Linked DNA regions of Hordeum vulgare: region 2 is linked to region 1. Evidence: chromatin contacts called from public Hi-C data. All regions are on one chromosome and are shown on one strand. The core of a region is the stretch at or near the end of the contact, and the rest is flanking DNA. Distances in the headings are between cores, read along the strand shown. Region 1 holds the start of LOC123395435 (poly [ADP-ribose] polymerase tankyrase-2-like). Region 2 holds the start of LOC123452035 (myosin-3-like).

What was found. Hi-C and Micro-C count contacts between places; a contact is called where the count stands out from the background.
Region 2: a contact with region 1 is called in a Hi-C map of seedling, with 4 times the contacts expected there. The contact joins the promoter of LOC123452035 here to the promoter of LOC123395435 in region 1. A contact is called at or near these places in 1 of 6 Hi-C or Micro-C datasets (seedling) and 1 of 1 datasets of contacts at active chromatin or transcription factors (embryo).

What each region holds. Positions count from the first base shown.
Region 1 is chr5H:134,326,795-134,331,165 of MorexV3_pseudomolecules_assembly, forward strand. LOC123395435 (poly [ADP-ribose] polymerase tankyrase-2-like) reads right to left here and starts at 1,941. Exons shown (of 11, transcript XM_045090436.1): 1 at 1,686-1,941; 2 at 1,171-1,317; 3 at 957-1,088; 4 at 670-809; 5 at 407-493; 6 at 127-255. The coding sequence starts at 1,752.
Region 2 is chr5H:134,742,017-134,746,372 of MorexV3_pseudomolecules_assembly, forward strand. LOC123452035 (myosin-3-like) reads right to left here and starts at 1,920. Exons shown (of 2, transcript XM_045128611.1): 1 at 349-1,920; 2 at 1-70. The coding sequence starts at 1,898.

The DNA of each region.
Region 1 (4,371 bases), core at 691-3,190:
ATCGGGATACCTTAGTAATAGCATAATAGATTCCCATGCAGCCATAGGTCTGCAAGGGAGGCAAGACTGCGAGCATGAAAGCATTAAAATAGCTAAACAGAAGCACCAAAGCCGCAGCTATTTTACCTGGTTAGGAATGTTAGGGTCAGCTCCAGCCTCCAGCAAGAACTTGACGAATTCAGTTGAGCCATCATCAACTGCCCCCGTTAAAGGAGTTGGTCCAGAGGTACTATTACCATTCACATCAGCACCAGCCTATTGAATTGAAAATACAAAATGCGAAGGTAGCTTTAGAGATAGGATTTGCACATTTAACCTGCATTCTGCTCCAAACAATTGTTTAGAGGTCGACATAATTGACTAGTCAAACATAAATACGTTAAATTGAGCAGACAAGTTACCGGACCTCAATCAGTAGCTTCATGCATTCCAAGGAGTTCCCACAGCATGCCATCATTAGTGGTGAGAAGATATGATTGACTACTCTGTTGGGCTGTAAGGCAAATGAATCGCGAATGAATAATTAAAATTATGCCCAGCAAGTATTCTGATGCATCTCCAGAGCGAACCATTTCATCATCTTCAAGCTAAAGGTAACTAATTTTCGCATTTTATTTTTTATTTAGAACTGTGCATGCAATGCGATTAGGTGTGAAATCAACAGCTTACATCAGCGCCATGCTCCAGCAGAATTTTCATGGCCTGATGCTGACCCTTTGCAGCAGTCATGTGCAATGGTGTCCCTCGGTAATTGATAACATCCACGTCAACTCCTTTGGACAGCAACAGTCTTACAATCTCACAATGACCTAGAGGCACAACAAATATATAATGAAGGCCAAGTTAAGCAGAGAAGGAGCTTCTACATAGTATAAAGAACATTTGTAAGCTAGTACTATCCTGTAAGCCTTCCATCTATTTCAGAGACTAAGTGAAATGAAGAATGAGGAACGCACCATGCTCTGCTGCATTGTGCAGCGGCGTTAAGCCCCTCTCACTAGGTTTTGCCGGATCGCTGCCATGATCTAGAAGATACCTGGCAACCTGAACATTTCCCTTCAGTGCAGCGTAAAACATCGGTGTTGCACCTACAAGGAGAATGCAGCATTTCAGCAGCAAGTACTGATATAATCAAGGTCGAGCCTCCTGTTATTGGTGCACAGATTTTACCTACGCTTGACACGGAGTTGATATCGACCCCCACTTCCTCCACCAGGAACTTACAAATCTCCAGGGACCCCTTATTTGCAGCGAAATGGAGTGCGTTTAGCCCTTTGGGGTCCTTTGTTTGCCTCAAATCCATCTTCTTGGACATTTCTAGCATAGAGAAATTGCAGATGCAACAAAAATCAAATAACACAATCATGAAAATTCTGAGGAGCGTGGTGGATTGAGGAGATATTTGCACCGTCTGAGGCTCCAGATCGACCTAGATACGGAAGTTATCTATACATGCAGATGCAGTCTAAAAAAAAAAGGTGGTTACTGCCTAACTTGAAGAACAAAGCCGAAGGAACTAACGCCCGTTTTTTTCAGAAACTAACCGGAGAGAACATCAGATTCGACCACGCTACATAAGCATTACTAGACGAGAGTGTCCGGGACAATGGAGACGCCGGTATCAAAAAGCATTTCATCCGACACTAGATAGAAGAGGAGACAGCGGCAAAGACGACGGCACTTACTCTTGAGGAGGCGGAGATTGCCGTCGAGGGCGGCCAGGAGGGCGATTGCGGCGGGGTTGGGGGCCATGGCGGCGGCAGAGGCAGTGCCCTCTCGCTGGGGCCCTAGGGTTGCTGAAGGTTCCAAAGATCTGGCTGGGCTGGGCGGGGCGAGTGGAGTGAGGATTTGGGTAGGGGGAGGGGAAAGCAGGCGGTGGTATGTGGCGCCAGACGGGGCTCGTGGAGTGCACGGGAAACGAGTGGGCCTCACGTGTCCATGCTAGTAATGTTAACGCGTGTCACGCTAGTTTTGCTTCCGTGTCACGTGAGGTTGCTCTAGTTTCTTTATCTTTTCGGTGGGTACCTGATGCTCGAGACTCGAATGCGATGTCGGGTGGCCGGTGGATCCGCTGCGAGGACGATAGGTGGAAACACTACTTTCCTCTGTTCATCAATCTAAATCTTTTTTTTAACCGGCGCCTTTTGCACAAGCAAACGTGTTTAGACCAACTTCAGCGCGCGACCCCATCCAAACATTCGTTTTGTCCGAATTCTGTCCGTTTGGAACGGGTAATGGGGTCGTGCTTGGGTCATTTCTGGGATACGGTGACCGTGCGCCCAACACGCGGACGCATCCTTGGCCGTATCCTCTCCGCCTCATTTTCAAACACAAGCATTCGAATAGCCACGGCCCATAGTTCACGCAAGCGGCCTTAGATCACGCGGCAACACGGCCAGCCTACACGTCCTCGCCGGCAACACAGCCAGCGGCCGGCAACACGGTCGGCTTGCTTTCTTTGCATCTCCACGGACGGGCGGCCGCCGCTGCACGACCCGGCGTGACGTTGAGGTCGATGACGGCCGAGGGGGCGCGGCATGAACGGCGCGATCACGCTGACTTCTGGCGACCCCGATAAACGGGTATGGGCTTGGCACGTGGGCGGAGGGAAACCGGGCGACAATGGTGTGGTCGACGACGTCGTGGAGCGGCACTGCGAAGGCCGGACAACCGACGAGCATGTGCTCGCCGGCCCGACGGGCGCAACCGAGAAGCTCATCGAACGGCACAACCTCATCATGAGGAGGGCGTGCGCCTTGCTGACGATGGCCTCCTTCTCTTAAGCATCGGCCTTCTGTCGTGCGGCCTCCAACGCAGCATGCTCGATGGCGTACGCGGACGCGGCGTCCTTCCGCTTCGCCTCCGCCCGCCGGTTCCGCCTCTTGGCCGATTCCACGTCCAGCTTTGCGATCTCCTCCGACGTGAGTTCCGACCGCGTCTCCTTCATACCCTTGGGCGCCTTCTTCTTCTTCGCCTTGGTGGCCGGGACGACAGTCGGGTCATCGGAATTCGGCGGGGGATTGGCCAAGGCGGGCGGAGGGGAGGGCGGGGCGTGGGAGGGTTTTGGGGGGAAATGAATTGGAATGGGGCATGGGGCGGGAAGGTCGTGCTGCTTTGTGCCACCAACGGGCGGGCCACGGGAGGACAAGCGCGCGCGTCCCGCCCGTCTGTGCGGCATCCGCGCGCTGTCCCTTTCACCTCAAAATCGGACCAAGTTTGGTCCGGAAATGGGTCAAAAGCGGACAGAAAACGGACAAACGTCCGTTTGCACCCGCGCGCTGGGCCACGTGGTGTGTCCCTTTTGCCCAAAATGGACGCGAGCAGACAAGATAGGGTCGCCCGCTGAAGTTGGCCTTAATTCAACCGACTGATTCTCTCCTTCCGTAAACCGCGTCCACTAGTCAACACGTGTCCCTATTCCCCTCTAGCCTCTTCTTATCTCTTCGTACGCGCTTCTTCGTTCGTAGGTTCTCATGTTCATCTTTCCCCTCCTATCTCTTTCTTTTGTTCGTCGCACTGAGACACGAGATGGCTTTTGTGAAGACTGCAACCACTCACCCATCGCTGTAGCGAACCGAGAGGAACAACGACGACCACCTCCCGGTGCATCCCCGCGTCAACATCTATTTTTGCTCCAAACGACGGGGCGACGCGATGCATCCTTGCCACGATTGCACTGCAGCTCATCGTCGGGGTTGCAATGCGACACAAAGCAAGATGTTGGAGACGGCGTCGCTCATACTGCTACAACACAGCACGCAAGGGGAGGCCAGCACCGTCCATCGTCGGTGCTGCAATGCAACACAAGGGGGGCGTCAGAGATGGCCGCCGCTCGCTAGAATGCAACACGCAAGGGGGTGCCGATGCCGCTCGCCGTCGATGCTGCAATGTAGCACAAGGGGGACGTAGCACATGTCCTCCGCTCGGTGCAATGCATCATGGTAGAGGATGCATATGTCGATTGTCGTCTGTGCTCCAACGCAGCACAAGGGAGACGCTGGAGGCGAGAGCCGCTCGGCATACTGCTGCAATGCAACACGCAAGGGGAGACAGGCGCCTCTCATCGTCGGTGTTGTGACGCGACGAGAAAAGGGACGTCGGAGACGGGGCCGCTCGTTGTACTCCTGCAATCCAGCACACAAGGGGAGACAAGGCCGACGTCTATTGCAAGGACGGTAGAAACTACTGAAGCGTGTTGCGTCGAACGACACTGCAAGTCAGTAGTGAGCCACGCGATGCAAACACCGTTGGCAAACAGGGTCGACGATGCTAGGTGTCGGCGCGAGACGCGAAGAGTAGTGAACCAACGACGGGTCAAGTTTGACTAATCAAACGGCTCGAAGGGGTGAATCCTACGGCTAAGAAGGCGGA
Region 2 (4,356 bases), core at 670-3,169, 420 kb after region 1:
GCCCCTGGTAGCATAGATAAAGGAGATCGCGGCCACCACGGTGGTGGTGGCGGCATACACCCACGCCCAGATACCACCCTTGTTCATATTACCAGCAACAAGAACAAACATATTACCAGAATGCAAGCAAAAATTTGACTTCATTGCATAGTACCAGCCGATTCATCATATGTGATGCAGCTAGATAACAACCTGACCATTCCGAGTGGCATACTAGCATGCAAACAGAGGATCAACATAGAAAAAGGAAAAAAGAAAAGTGCACTCCTTCACTGGCCCCTGGTAGCATAGATAAGGGAGATCGCGGCCACCACGGTGGTGGTGGCGGCGGCATACACCCACGCCCAGATACCACCCTTGTTCTTCTTCTGCGCTTCAGCCACTGCGAGCTGCAGCACCTCAGCCTCCTTGGTAAGGTCTTCAATCTTTCCATTCTTTTCCTTCAATGCCATCCTCAACTCTCCAATCTCACTGTCCATTTTACCATTGCAGTTCTCCAGTGCCTTGATTTTCGACATCAGCTTCCCTGCTTCAGCCTTCTCAGCATCCAGTGCTTTCTGAACTGAATTCTTCTCGCTCTGCAGGCGTGAATGCTTGGTATCAAGTTCATCACATGATGTTTGTAGCTGTGACATGGAAACATGGAGCTCCTCCAACTCAGCCCTCAGCTTAACGGTCTGAGCATCCTTCTCACGTGTCACCCCCTCAGCTGCCTCCTTGTCAGCCTGGATTTCCTCCACCTTCCTCTTGAGGGCCTCCAATTCCTTCACGATTTCAGTCTTCTCAGCATCGAATGCCTTGGAAGCAACCTCCTTTGCCTTCACCAACACACCCAATTCCATCCTGAGCCTGTCAACCTCTGCTGCAGACATGCTGTGCTTCTTCTCTGCTTCAGCAACCTCTGATTGGAGCTCATCACTTCTGCCCTTCAACAAATCAAGCTCCCTCTTCTTTGCCATCACTTCAGCCTCTAATCCCCGTGTCCTAGTCACAGACAATGCGAGCTCTGTTTCCAAAGACGCCAGCCTTGCATCCATCTCCTCCTTCTTGGATCCCAGCACCTTCAGTTCCTCCACCCTCGCCTTCAACTCCCCCTCCATTTCCACCCGGAACGCCTCAGATTCTTTCTTGAATTCCTGGAAGCTTCTCTCCACCTCTGCCTTCTGGCAGGAGACCACCCGAACCGCCTCCTTTGTCTCCTCCAATTGCTTCACGAGTTCGCCATTCTGACTCAACAGCTCGGAATTGTTGCCCTCCAACTCCGTCATCATGGCCGACAGGCTCGCGACCTTGTTGGATATGGACGCCACCTCCGCCTCCTTGGCCTGGAGAAGTTTCAGGAACCGTGCCTTCTCCCCAGCGGCCGCCTCAAGGCGCGTGTTGGCATCGTCCTTGGCCCCCGTCTCGAGCGCGGCCCTCGATTCCGCGAGCCGGAGCGAATCCTGGACAGCGGCGAGGCGTGCGCGGAGAGCAGATGCCTCGTCGGCTGCGGCGCGGAGGGGCGCGGCGAGGGCGGCTTGTGCGACGGCGCGCTCCGCGGCGTCGAGCGCGTCGCCATCGGCAGAGATCTCCTCGAGGCGCGCCGTGAGCGCGGCCACCTGGCCGCGCCGCTCGACCGCCTCCTTGAGGAGCATGGAGTTGAGCGTCTTGAGCTGCTGCGACTTCCGGTCCCGCTCCGGCGATGAGTCGCGCTTCTCCTCCATCCCCGGCGCCAGCACCGGGGCAGCGTGGTTGCCGTTGCCGTTGGCGGGGGCGGCGTGATTGCCGTTGCCGTTGGCGGGGGCGGCGTGATTGCCGTCGCCATTGCCGTTGGCGGCGGCGGTGGCGTGGTTGCCGTTGCCGTTGCCGCTGCCGTTGGCGGCGGCGGCGGCGGCGGAGGAGGACTTTTTCTTGGCCATGTCTATCCTAGGGTTCGCGTGTGGCTGAAAGGAGACGGTTCCCGGTGCGGATTTATGTAGCGGGAGCGTCTCGCTGACCCGTGGGTCCACCGTTTTGCTGGCCCACAGGCCTGCGAGAGAAGTAATGGTGGGTCCGTGGGTGAGAGATGCTGCGAGACGACCGTTGGGTGGGCGAGAGGGTTTGAAATGGAAACGAACGGACGGCCTAGATGAGCCGTAGTCCGTAGGCTTATCGCGTGCTGCGGCGCATCGAATCGCAGGCGAGGAAATACGCGTGTGACGCAGAACGAATCTCCGGTGCTTGGGCTTTTCTTTTTCTTTTCCTTCTCAAAAATAGAAAAAAAGATATTCTTAGTTTCTTGCGAGTTCTTTTAATCAGATAAAGCAACTTCAACGCGTCGATCCAATCGAACTACGTTTTAATCTGTTTTTTATTTGTTTGGGTCGACCGCGTTCGTTTGACGTCCATCTTGTTTAAGATTTGGATTGACAATGCGTCTAACATCCGTAACCCATATTTATCGGCGTGGCCGTCTGACCATGCTTTCTTTAACAAATATGCATATGTTTTGTATTATTTGACAAGAAGACATATAAAAGAAGATATATAAAAAAACACCGTAGTTTCATAACCAAATAAAACATAATTTTCAAATAAACAAGTATAGTTTTACAAATCGAATAAAAATTAAATTATTTCAAATACATATGAAAAAAGATACATCTATTGGTTGCCAACATGAGCTCACATATGCTCAACTAAATCATTTTGCAGCTTCATGTGAGTTTTTCAATTACGCATTTTATGATGAAATTAGACGAACTGTTCAAACATTCCCGCCCCTTCATGCTGAGGCACAACATTCTCACCGTGAAACTAAAACCCTTGATCATAAATATATTTCATACGTTCATCTTCTACGACCATATTGTGCATAATCACACAAGCTGTCATCATCTCCCACAGCTTCTTGGTGCTTCAAGTCCTAGCAGGGTACAAAATGATGCCCCGTCGAGATTGTAAAACACCAAATGCACGCTCGACGTCCTTCCTAGCACTCTCTTGCTCTTGGGGAAATCTTTTACTCTTCTCTTCGACAGGGTCGAAGATTGTCTTCAGAATAGTGGTTCACTTAGGATAGATACCGTCACCCAGGTAGTATCCTTTGTCGTAGTTGTGGCCGTTGATGGTAACATTCACTGGTAGGCTCTTGCCTTCCGCAAGCCTTGCAAACACCAGCGAGCGTTGAAGCACGTTGATATCATTATGTGATCCGGCCATGCCAAAAAAAGAGTGTCAGATCCAGAGATCTTGTGAGGCCACGACCTAAGTATGACAGTGCAAATCTTGATATGACCCTTATACTACCCTTGCCAAGCGGTAGGACAGTTAATGAGGACATGGCTACCTTGGATACGACCAAAAATATTTCATATTTGCATATTTGTGAGGTGATTTCTTATAATAATTATGCAATATTTTTTTAATGTTATCCAGAACAAAAATACTTCACCTATTTTTCTTCCATGAATAATTTTTTTATGTTATCCAGAACAAAAATGCAGAATTGTTGAACGCTTGCACGAACCACGTGTGGAGATAAAGGAGGAGGAAATGATTAGGTGTTGTTTAAGAAGTCCTCTCACATCAAAGGAAATGATTATGTGCTGTTTAAGAAGTTCTCTCACGTCGCCTTTAGCCCAAGAGAAGATAAAGTCCAAGTCTCTCACGTTCTGGACTCAGATTTGGAGACATACCTGTCTCAAAATGTCAATGACGTTTTCATACGGACTCCGAATTGAGTGTTTCTTTTTTGTGTTGGAAAGTAGATTTTATGTACGTTCCAGCCCAATTGGAATCACCTTAAAATTCGTTCGGAGCATGGAGATATTGACGAAACAATGTGACGTTGCACGAGAATCCGAGTCAAACTACAAGGCCAAAGGTGTTGCATCACCTTCACTTGGGCCCATAGGCCTTGTACTACCTAGGGTTAGTTTTATGCTGTCTTGGGACGTCCTCACACCTCCTTGACCGCCACCCCTTGCTCCTATATAAGTAGATCAACCTAGTAGCTTTTTTGTTTGAGTTTTGTTTAGATTACAAGTTTGCCATAGCTGCAACTTCGCGTTCTTCGTTTGTGTTATTTGATCAGACCAAGATGTCACATAACCCCACTTTCATCAATAAAGCTTTCCTCTTATATTCGCAATACCCAGATTGCAATTCCAGTTTCTTGCTTGTTCATCGTTTGCGTGTAGGAAACAAACCCTCGTAGTTAGGTTGATCGTGCTCCGGTGCGGTCAATAACCTCTTGGAGTTGGTTTGGCGATTGCTAAGGCGCGACGTCTTCGCACGTTCGTAGTGAGACCATCAAAGTCGCCTCCACCAAATCGATAGCCACCATCTCATCGAAAGACATGGACAACTTGGCCTCTATCAACAGTTCTTCCACTC